Regions from separate parts of the Mus musculus genome. Here region 1 is linked to region 2. Evidence: chromatin contacts called from public Hi-C data. All regions are on one chromosome and are shown on one strand. Each heading gives the region's core, a stretch centred on a gene start, on an enhancer-like site or on the middle of the called end of the contact. The rest is flanking DNA. Distances are from core to core; before and after follow the strand shown.

What was found. A called contact is a pair of places that touch in the nucleus more often than the background predicts.
Region 1: a contact with region 2 is called in a Hi-C map of CD8 T cells, with 6 times the contacts expected there. The contact joins the promoter of Zfp169 here to the promoter of Slc35b3 in region 2. A contact is called at or near these places in 1 of 39 promoter capture datasets (pre-B cells) and 1 of 484 Hi-C or Micro-C datasets (CD8 T cells).

The regions. Positions count from the first base shown.
Region 1 is chr13:48,511,098-48,514,891 of GRCm38.p6, reverse strand. Zfp169 (zinc finger protein 169) reads left to right here and starts at 1,456. Exons shown (of 5, transcript NM_026450.3): 1 at 1,456-1,597. It overlaps A830005F24Rik (RIKEN cDNA A830005F24 gene), which reads right to left and starts at 1,322. Exons shown (of 2, transcript NR_165458.1): 1 at 1,263-1,322; 2 at 53-758.
Region 2 is chr13:38,958,679-38,962,807 of GRCm38.p6, reverse strand. Slc35b3 (solute carrier family 35, member B3) reads left to right here and starts at 2,271. Exons shown (of 10, transcript NM_134060.4): 1 at 2,271-2,376. It overlaps 5033403F01Rik (RIKEN cDNA 5033403F01 gene), which reads right to left and starts at 2,189. Exons shown (of 3, transcript NR_131019.1): 1 at 1,586-2,189.

The sequences.
Region 1 (3,794 bases), core at 207-2,706, 9.6 Mb before region 2:
AGTATTATTCTTACTGATTTTATTTTTTCTTTATCTGAACAATATAGACCCATTTTACTGGCATGACATCTTTTAATTGAAAACTTGACATTCCATGTTTTTTGCCTTATCAAGTGTGGCGTGTATCCTAAGTATGCTCAAACTTAAAAAAAAATAAAATGAAGTTACTTGTAAACAATTTGATCTTTTCTAGGCTTAGTTTTGCATTTTCCTAGGTGAAACAAGAAAGGCTCGGGGGCCCCATCTTGTCTTCCTATCAAGATGAAACCATTTCCAGGTATTATGTACAACTCTGAAGGCTTTATGGCCTCATAGGAAGAGGTGTTGTTCCTCACCCCCTTTATTCCCACTGACATTTTTCCCGGGACTTTTCCCTGGGATGGCACAGCTGTGTGTCGCGTGCTGTCAGTGTTCGGTGAACGCCCGAGGAAGGAGCCACTGAACCTCTGTGGATTTCTCTGGTCCTTCGTACTGTCCTTTGAACTGAAGCTGCCTTGGTTTCCCCAGGGCCCCGGCTTCGTCTCAGGTTGACCTCCAGGTCTTGCTCGGGTCTCCCTTCTCTGTTCTGTGCCAGAACGGTTTCTCACCAGGGGAGTTCGCTGCTCACTTCGTTTATTGTCCACATCACTGATATTCCTCCATTGTTTCTGTGTGCAGTGCTTCCCCATCGGTTTCTTAGTCCATGTTGTCCTTTTAAAGCTTGTTTTATGTGGAAGACTGAATCTGGTCCCTGTTGACTTCTGCTGTTTGCCACCTCACTTTAAGAAGCAAATGGGAAATAATTTGAAAATACTGCTCACGTCAAATACTAGAAATACAATTGAAAATTCAAATTCAATTAAATTGAGTTCCGCTCAAATTCCTAGTCTTTTCGCAAAGATTTTTGTCTTTCTGTTACAACCAAGAAGTGTTTTTTTGTATGAGCAAAATAGTTTAAAACATTACACTATGAATATCTTCAAACTTAGTTTGCCCTTGTCTTTTTGTAATCATTTTTTAAAAAAAGTATTATTTTCAAGAAACAACACCCACAGTATCCACACATGCTGCAGTTTAAAACACACGACTCACAGGCACGTAAAAAAGAAAAAAAACAAAACAAACAAACAAACAAAAAACCAACCAAGATTGAATTGGCAGGAGGAAGGCATCTAGATAGCACATCTTTTTTAAAAGAATTGATTAATGAGCTTCCTTAGAAGTACGCAAAGATTACTTCGGTTTGGCTTTTCTGCTTTTTTTCTGTTTCTCTAAGATCTTACCCTGTTGTCTTGCAGTCAATGAAAGAGTCCGGCAGTGCTAGGGAGCCCCTCCTATAGTCTGAAGCTTCGGGTTGCAGCCAAGTCAGCATGGGGTGTCCTGCAGTACGCGGCATTCTGGGTATTGTAGTTCCCCCATCTCTAGCGCTGCGTGGGTAGTGAAGTGCGCGCGCGTCACCCCGGTCGGTGTACTTCCGCATCCTGCAGTCGTCACCTGTGCCTGTGGACGATTCTACTGCGGTTCTGGTGAGCGAAAGTGCAGACGTCCTCGGCTCTTGCAGATCCCTCCAGGCGGGGAAGAGTCCGGAGAGCTGGCGTGGGCCACCCACAAGGTTCAGGTGTCTGCCGCTGCTCCATCCTCGATGCGTGGAGTCTTTGGGAGTGGAATCAGCTTCTCTGCCCATCCCGGAGGAGGGTCTCGGTGAAGACCCTGGGATGGGGAGGGGGCCATGTGAGAACGGGGTTAGGGGTCCACTATCTTGTCCTAAACAAGCTACAGGTCAGTCTGGCCTGCTTCCCAGGCTATGACGCTGTAGGTGTGTCCCCTGTGTTAGTGCCAGGTCAGGGAGATTGGACCTGGGGCATCTAGATGTCACCTTTCCACCCCCGCTCTCTGTTGAGGTTTGTGAGGGATCAGAGCCATCCTCCACAGGAACAAATGTCTGAATTGGTGAGGACAGAAGTCTTGGGGAGCTGCACTCATCATGAATTTGGAAATACAGCTTGGTCGCTTGCCTTGCGGGGAAAACATACAGAATTGCCTGGCTGAATGCAACGGCAAAGACCAAGAGACTAGAGCTAGTCTTGAAGTTTGGAGTCTTGGTGTGTGACAAGGCTTGTGTGTGTGGTGTGTATGTGTGTGCGCGTGCGTGCCTGTGTGTATATGTGTGTAGGGGGGAGTGGGGGTGGCCTTTTTACACATTGTGGGCTAATGACCTTGTGTGGCTCCCTTGAGCTCTGGGATCTTCCAAGAGCCTGGAGTGATGTAATGGGAAGAGACATTTCCCCCATGACCCAGGGCTTGTTGGCTCCCTGAATTTCTGGCGGTGTAGCCTGGTTTCTCCTTTTCTCTTTAGTTCTCTGATCTATATATACAACTCATTTTGATTATATTCACCACTGAAAATTCTGTCCCCAGTCCACCTATCTTTGTGACCTATCTTTCTTTTTTGTTTCAAAACCCTTTAAGACTAACTTATGCTGAATTCAATATTCTTGAATATTTCATTGGATTGTTATTGGCTTACCTCGGGCTATATACTCTTAGAGAAACCCTTCTCCTCCTCTCCCAGCAGCTAGTAATTGCCGTAGCTTGGTACTAGGTATTTGGTGCCGAACTCTTGTCTCTGTGCTGAGATTTGTTCTGGTTTGGGCTTGCACGGGTCTTGTGCATGGTGTTGTAACTGCAGTGAGCTTGTATGTACAGTTGCCCTATTGTCTGTACTGGCTGGTTTTGTGTGTCAACTTGACACAGGCTGGAGTTATCACAGAGAAAGACGCTTCAGTTGGGAAGTGCCTTCATGAGATCCAGCTGTGGGGCATTTTTTTGGTTGATGATCAAGGGGGGAGGGCCTATTGTGGGTGGTGCCATCTCTGGGCTGGTAGTCTTGGGTTCTAGAAGAGAGCAAGTTGAGCAAGCCAGGGGAAGCAAGCCAGTAAGAAACATCCCTCCATGGCCTCTGCATCAGCTCCTGCTTCCTGATCTGCTTGAGTTCCAGTCCTGACTTCCTTTGGTGATGAACAGCAATGTGGAAAGTGTAAGCTGAATAAACCCTTTCCTCTCCAACTTGCTTATTGGTCATATTTGTGCAGGAATACAAACCCTGACTAAGACACATTGGTACCAGGAATGGGGTATTCTTGTGACAACCTGATGATGTTTTGGGGAGGACTGTGGAAGGACTTTGGAACTTTGGGCTAGAAGATCCATTCGGTATTAAGAGCTCTGTGGGATGTTGTATAGGAGCTTGGAAGATAATGTTGAGAACAGTGCACAAGATGGAGGCCTGGCTTGTGAAATTTCAGAGGGAAGACTAAAGACTCTTATCAGTGCCGCTGCTATTTTTATTGTGAAGATTCTGTGGTTTTGGTTAGCTGGGGCTGAAGAATCTGCTGTAAATAACAAGATACCAGAACTACTAAAGTGAAAACTTTGCATTACTGGGACTATTGATGCTGGTGAGCTGGAGCTAAGAAATTGAGATGGCTCAGGGGGTAAGAGCACTGACTGCTCTTCTGAGTTCAAATCCCAGCAACCACATGGTGGCTTACAACCACCCGCAATGAGATCTGACACCGTCTTCTGGTGTGTCTGAAGACAGCTACAGTGTACTTATTTATAATAATAAATAAATCTTTGGCCAGATCGAGTGGGCTTGACCTGAGTGAGCAGAAATCTTAAATTCAATTCCCAATAACCAGATGAAGGCTCACAACTATCTGTACAGCTACAGTGTGTACTCATACACATAAAATAAATAAATAAATCTTAAAAAAAAAAAGAAAGAGAAAAAGAAGTTAGTGGTGATAAGAAGA
Region 2 (4,129 bases), core at 1,022-3,521:
ATTCTTTCAGGACCTCGGATCCCAGGTCCATCAGTCAAGATCTGCGCAGGTTGGTCAAAAAGTTGTCAGGAGAAGAGAACACCTTCTGAACATTTTTCAAGTCTGTCTAGTAATGAAATCTCAGTTTCCTTGTATGTGCAATTAGTATCTAATTTCCCACTTTGGACCCTAAAAAGTAGACTTTTTTTCAAGAGCTTCCAGCAGCCCCTTCCTTGCATCAACAGCACAGATCAGAGAAGACCTTGTCTGTTGTTAAATACTCATTCTCTGAAGGACTTTACATACTTTGGGGATGCCCTTGTGAGATAGATTATGGACAGCATGCCTTTCACCACTAGGCCTCCATTTTGAGTCTTCAACATCACTATCCACTCAGCATTTATGCACAATGGCCCTTGGCGACTTGGTAATTTACTTTCTACAGAGTAACTCCTTGTGCAAATGGCTTCAAGTGTGCTGGGAGATGACCACTAAACTGAAATACAGTGTTTCTCAGTGGCAATACAATGTTTTTCATCAAGAGTCACGGGATCTGTTTCCCTCTCAAGGATAGAGTTTGGGCATGAGGTTATCTTTTGTGGGAATAGTTCCTTGGTTCTTCTGTTTGTTCTGTGGTTAGTCAAAAGCTATCAACATGCTGAGACTGCGCTTCTTGTCTTCACATTAAGAGTATGCATTCCTCATGAGTCCACAGGCAATGGTAACCCTGTTTCGGATCTAGCTTTGTGGCTGGCCATAACTGCAGTCTTCCTTGCTCCTATTGGCAAACAGGGCTGCTCTTACCTGCTTACTCTCTCACTCACCTCATCCCTAATTCCACGGTAACAGTTGGTAAATGCTTGGTTTTCATTCCCAGTGGACATATCTGAGGGCAATGTGCCACACCAAAGGAATAGGAAAAGCAAAGCAAAGTGAGGCATGTCGTGCCTGACGGGGGTTAGATGAATTCTAAAGTGTTGTTTGGATATGACCCATCAAGAACAAGTTGCAAACCACGGAGAGGGTTTTAGGTTTCAATGAGATGGTAAAAGCCATTAAAGCATTGAGAGCAAAGCAGCATCAAATCCTGCTCTTGGGCAGAATTAGGCTGTAAGGAAGTAAAAGATAATAGAAGCCAGCTAGGCTATTGTGATTGCCTAAGCAAGAGTGGGTGGACCTTAACCCCTCTTGTATTCCAGATTTATATTACCATTTACCTTCTCACCTATGTCCTATAACTCCTTAAGGGCTGGAAGTCCATATAAGCTACTTATAAATTATGCATATGACCCTACACATAGGCACATTCAACAGGTGTTTGATAAATAATGTTCCTTCTTGGCTGACAGTTGTTTTACTGCTACTATTTGCTATTGTTGAGCCATAGAATGACATCTCTAAATGTCTAAATGGGCTTTGTTATTCTCTTTAGGATTTTTTCTTTCCTCCCCTTTTTTTAAAGTTTCAACTTTCATACAAAACTGGCTTAGCAAGGCTGGTATTTTTAAAATGTCTAGCTGGACCTTTTCCCTCACCACTTCAGAGATTCTCTCCTAAGGCATAAATGCTTCCCAATGCCTAATTCTTGTGAAATTTTAAAACTTACACACATCTGACCGGATTGTAACGTTTCTGTTGACACTATTCACCCCTTTTCAAAGCAGACTCTTGAATACTATTCCGGTTAAGGTAATCGTAATAATCCTTATCGCCAAGCCCATCTTGGCATTTTCTTCATTGTATCTCAGTAACTGTAAGTGTAGCTCTCAATGTGGAATAATTTATGATATTTGGCGATCAAATATCAGAGATTTTATAACATTTGTCAGACTCCAAGCCAGGGATTTACATTTCAAGCAGTGAGTGGCATGTCAACACAATCCTGGTTCATTTCTGGCCAATTACAAACCATCATCACTGTAAGGGCATGTGACGCAGGCTTCCTGTTTCTTCAGTCCACCTTGGCCAGAAGGGTAGGAGTGAGTCCGGAGAACTGGGACAGGAAAGTAGTTGAGAAGCAACTTCATCCCTTTGAATCAAAAGGTGGAGGCTGGGGAAAGGGAACCTCAGGCTGCTGAGATCCGGCTCGAGCACTCTAAACCTTGGCATCCTTCACACGCCCCGGCTCACGATCGCGGATGTGAAGTCAACTGGGTCGCAGAAGCCACGAGATGGACAGGACCCTTGCTCAGAGCACGCAGGAGCAGGGTGGAGAGGTAGAAACAGCCGAGGGGGTGGGGAGGGCGAAGGGGCGGAGCCGCGCGCCGGCGCACGCGCACAGAGACGCCTAGGCGGAAGTGGCGCGCAGGGTCCGGCGTGTGAAGACCTTCCGGGGAGGTGGCGGCCGAGGCGGCCGTCGCGGGAGCAGACCCGGAGGCGGAGACGGAGACCGAGGAGGTGACAGCGGCGGAGCTGGGAGGTGGGGGTCTTGCTGCGCGGCCAGGCGTCGTCAGGCAGAACTCGGGTGGGCTCCCACACCGTGTCAACAGAGAAGGTGGACGCCGCCGCCGTCGGGGTGGTCGGGGCGCGCGCTTCCGGGAAGAGCATCGTTCCCTGTTGGCCTGAGAACCCCCGGGCCGGACCCCTCCTCTACCCTGCTCTCTGTGCTCAGAGACTTGGTCTCTCGGATTCCCTTGGCTGTTTTTGCAGTTCAGAGTCATTTCCGGGTCTGTGTCCGCTCTCTCCGTTACCTGGTGACTGTTTGCCTTGCAGCGAGTTGACTGTTCTTGCAGGGCTGCTAAGTTTATGTCGCTGAAATCCCTGTACGTTCTTTCGGGCTTTACAGCTGAATTCTCTTCTCCTTTCTTTCTTCCTACCTTGTCTGTCTATCTTTCCGTGTCTTCCTTCTTTCCTCCTTCCTTTTCTCTTCTTTGGGAAAAACACTGAAAGATTTTGTTAGTTTACTATCATGAGTTGTTTGTTTTGAGTTTTTTTGTTTGGTTGGTTTTTTGTGTTTGAATGAATTACATCTGCGTTACTTCTACAGTAGATTATCAGAATCCCGAATTTTAGTTAAACATTTCTGTTACAAGTGAGTTGAGATAGTTTGAGACTTGGAGGGGAAAGACACTGACAACGTTTGAAAAATATTTTAGATAGCATTACTTCTGCTTAAAGTCTACTTTAAATCCTATTGTTAGCCCTTGAGGGGAATAGAGTTTCGGAAATCACCAGTCTCTCACCCTTTTGTGTGATAAGGTATGGGAGAAATCACAATCTTGTTTTTCTGCTCTTTGATCTTATCCCACACCTGGAACCCAGTTGTGAAGACATGATTGTTACTAGAGCGTTGCAGGTTTCTGGCGAAGCTGGGACTTTTCCAGGCTGTGCACATGATAAGTTTTCCTCCCATTCCAGCTTTGTAATAGAAAGCGTACCTCCTTCACATTAAAAAAAAAAAAAAAAAAAAGACTAGGTTAAGAGATAAGGTGAGGCCAGCAAGCTGACAGGTAAGAGCACCTGAGGCCAAGCCTGTGGCCAAGCCCAGAACCAATAAGGTGAAATGACAGAGAACCAGTTCCCAGGAGTTGTCTTCTGACCCTTGCTTGCCATCTGTGGCATAGACACACAGACTTGTATAAAGAAATAAGCTTTTATTTCAGTGTGTCATTGTAAGGCAACATCACCTGTTTCCGATTGTGTGTGTGCACACACAGTATGTGTTTACTTACTCTAAGCACTTCTTTGACCTCCATTTTAGCCGTTATGTCTCCCTGCAATGTGCCAAGTGTCTGTTGCGCTTTAAGAAGAGACCCAAGGCAGCAATCCACTTCCACAACTTCTTTCTGTTCTAGTTTCAGAGGGTATTATGAGTCTCTAAAGCAAAGCAAGATGTTGGCTATTTGATTTGAAAACTTGTAATCCTGTTCTTGAGCTTTTGTTTGTTTGTTTGGAGACAAGATCTCTGTAGCCCAGCCTTGTGTTAAATTCTCTGTGTAGTTCAGGCTCCTTCCCCCCCCCCCCCCCCCCCCCCCCCCGTACCATAAGGACTTTGTCCCTGTTTGTTTGTTCGTTTGTATAAGATTTATTTGTAGTGTGTGTGTCTGTGTGTGTCTGTGTGTGTGTGTGTATGAATGTACTTGTGGATATATGCATGAGAGGGTTCTGATGGGAATCTGAGGGTAGAGTAATAGTCAATTGCAAACCTAAC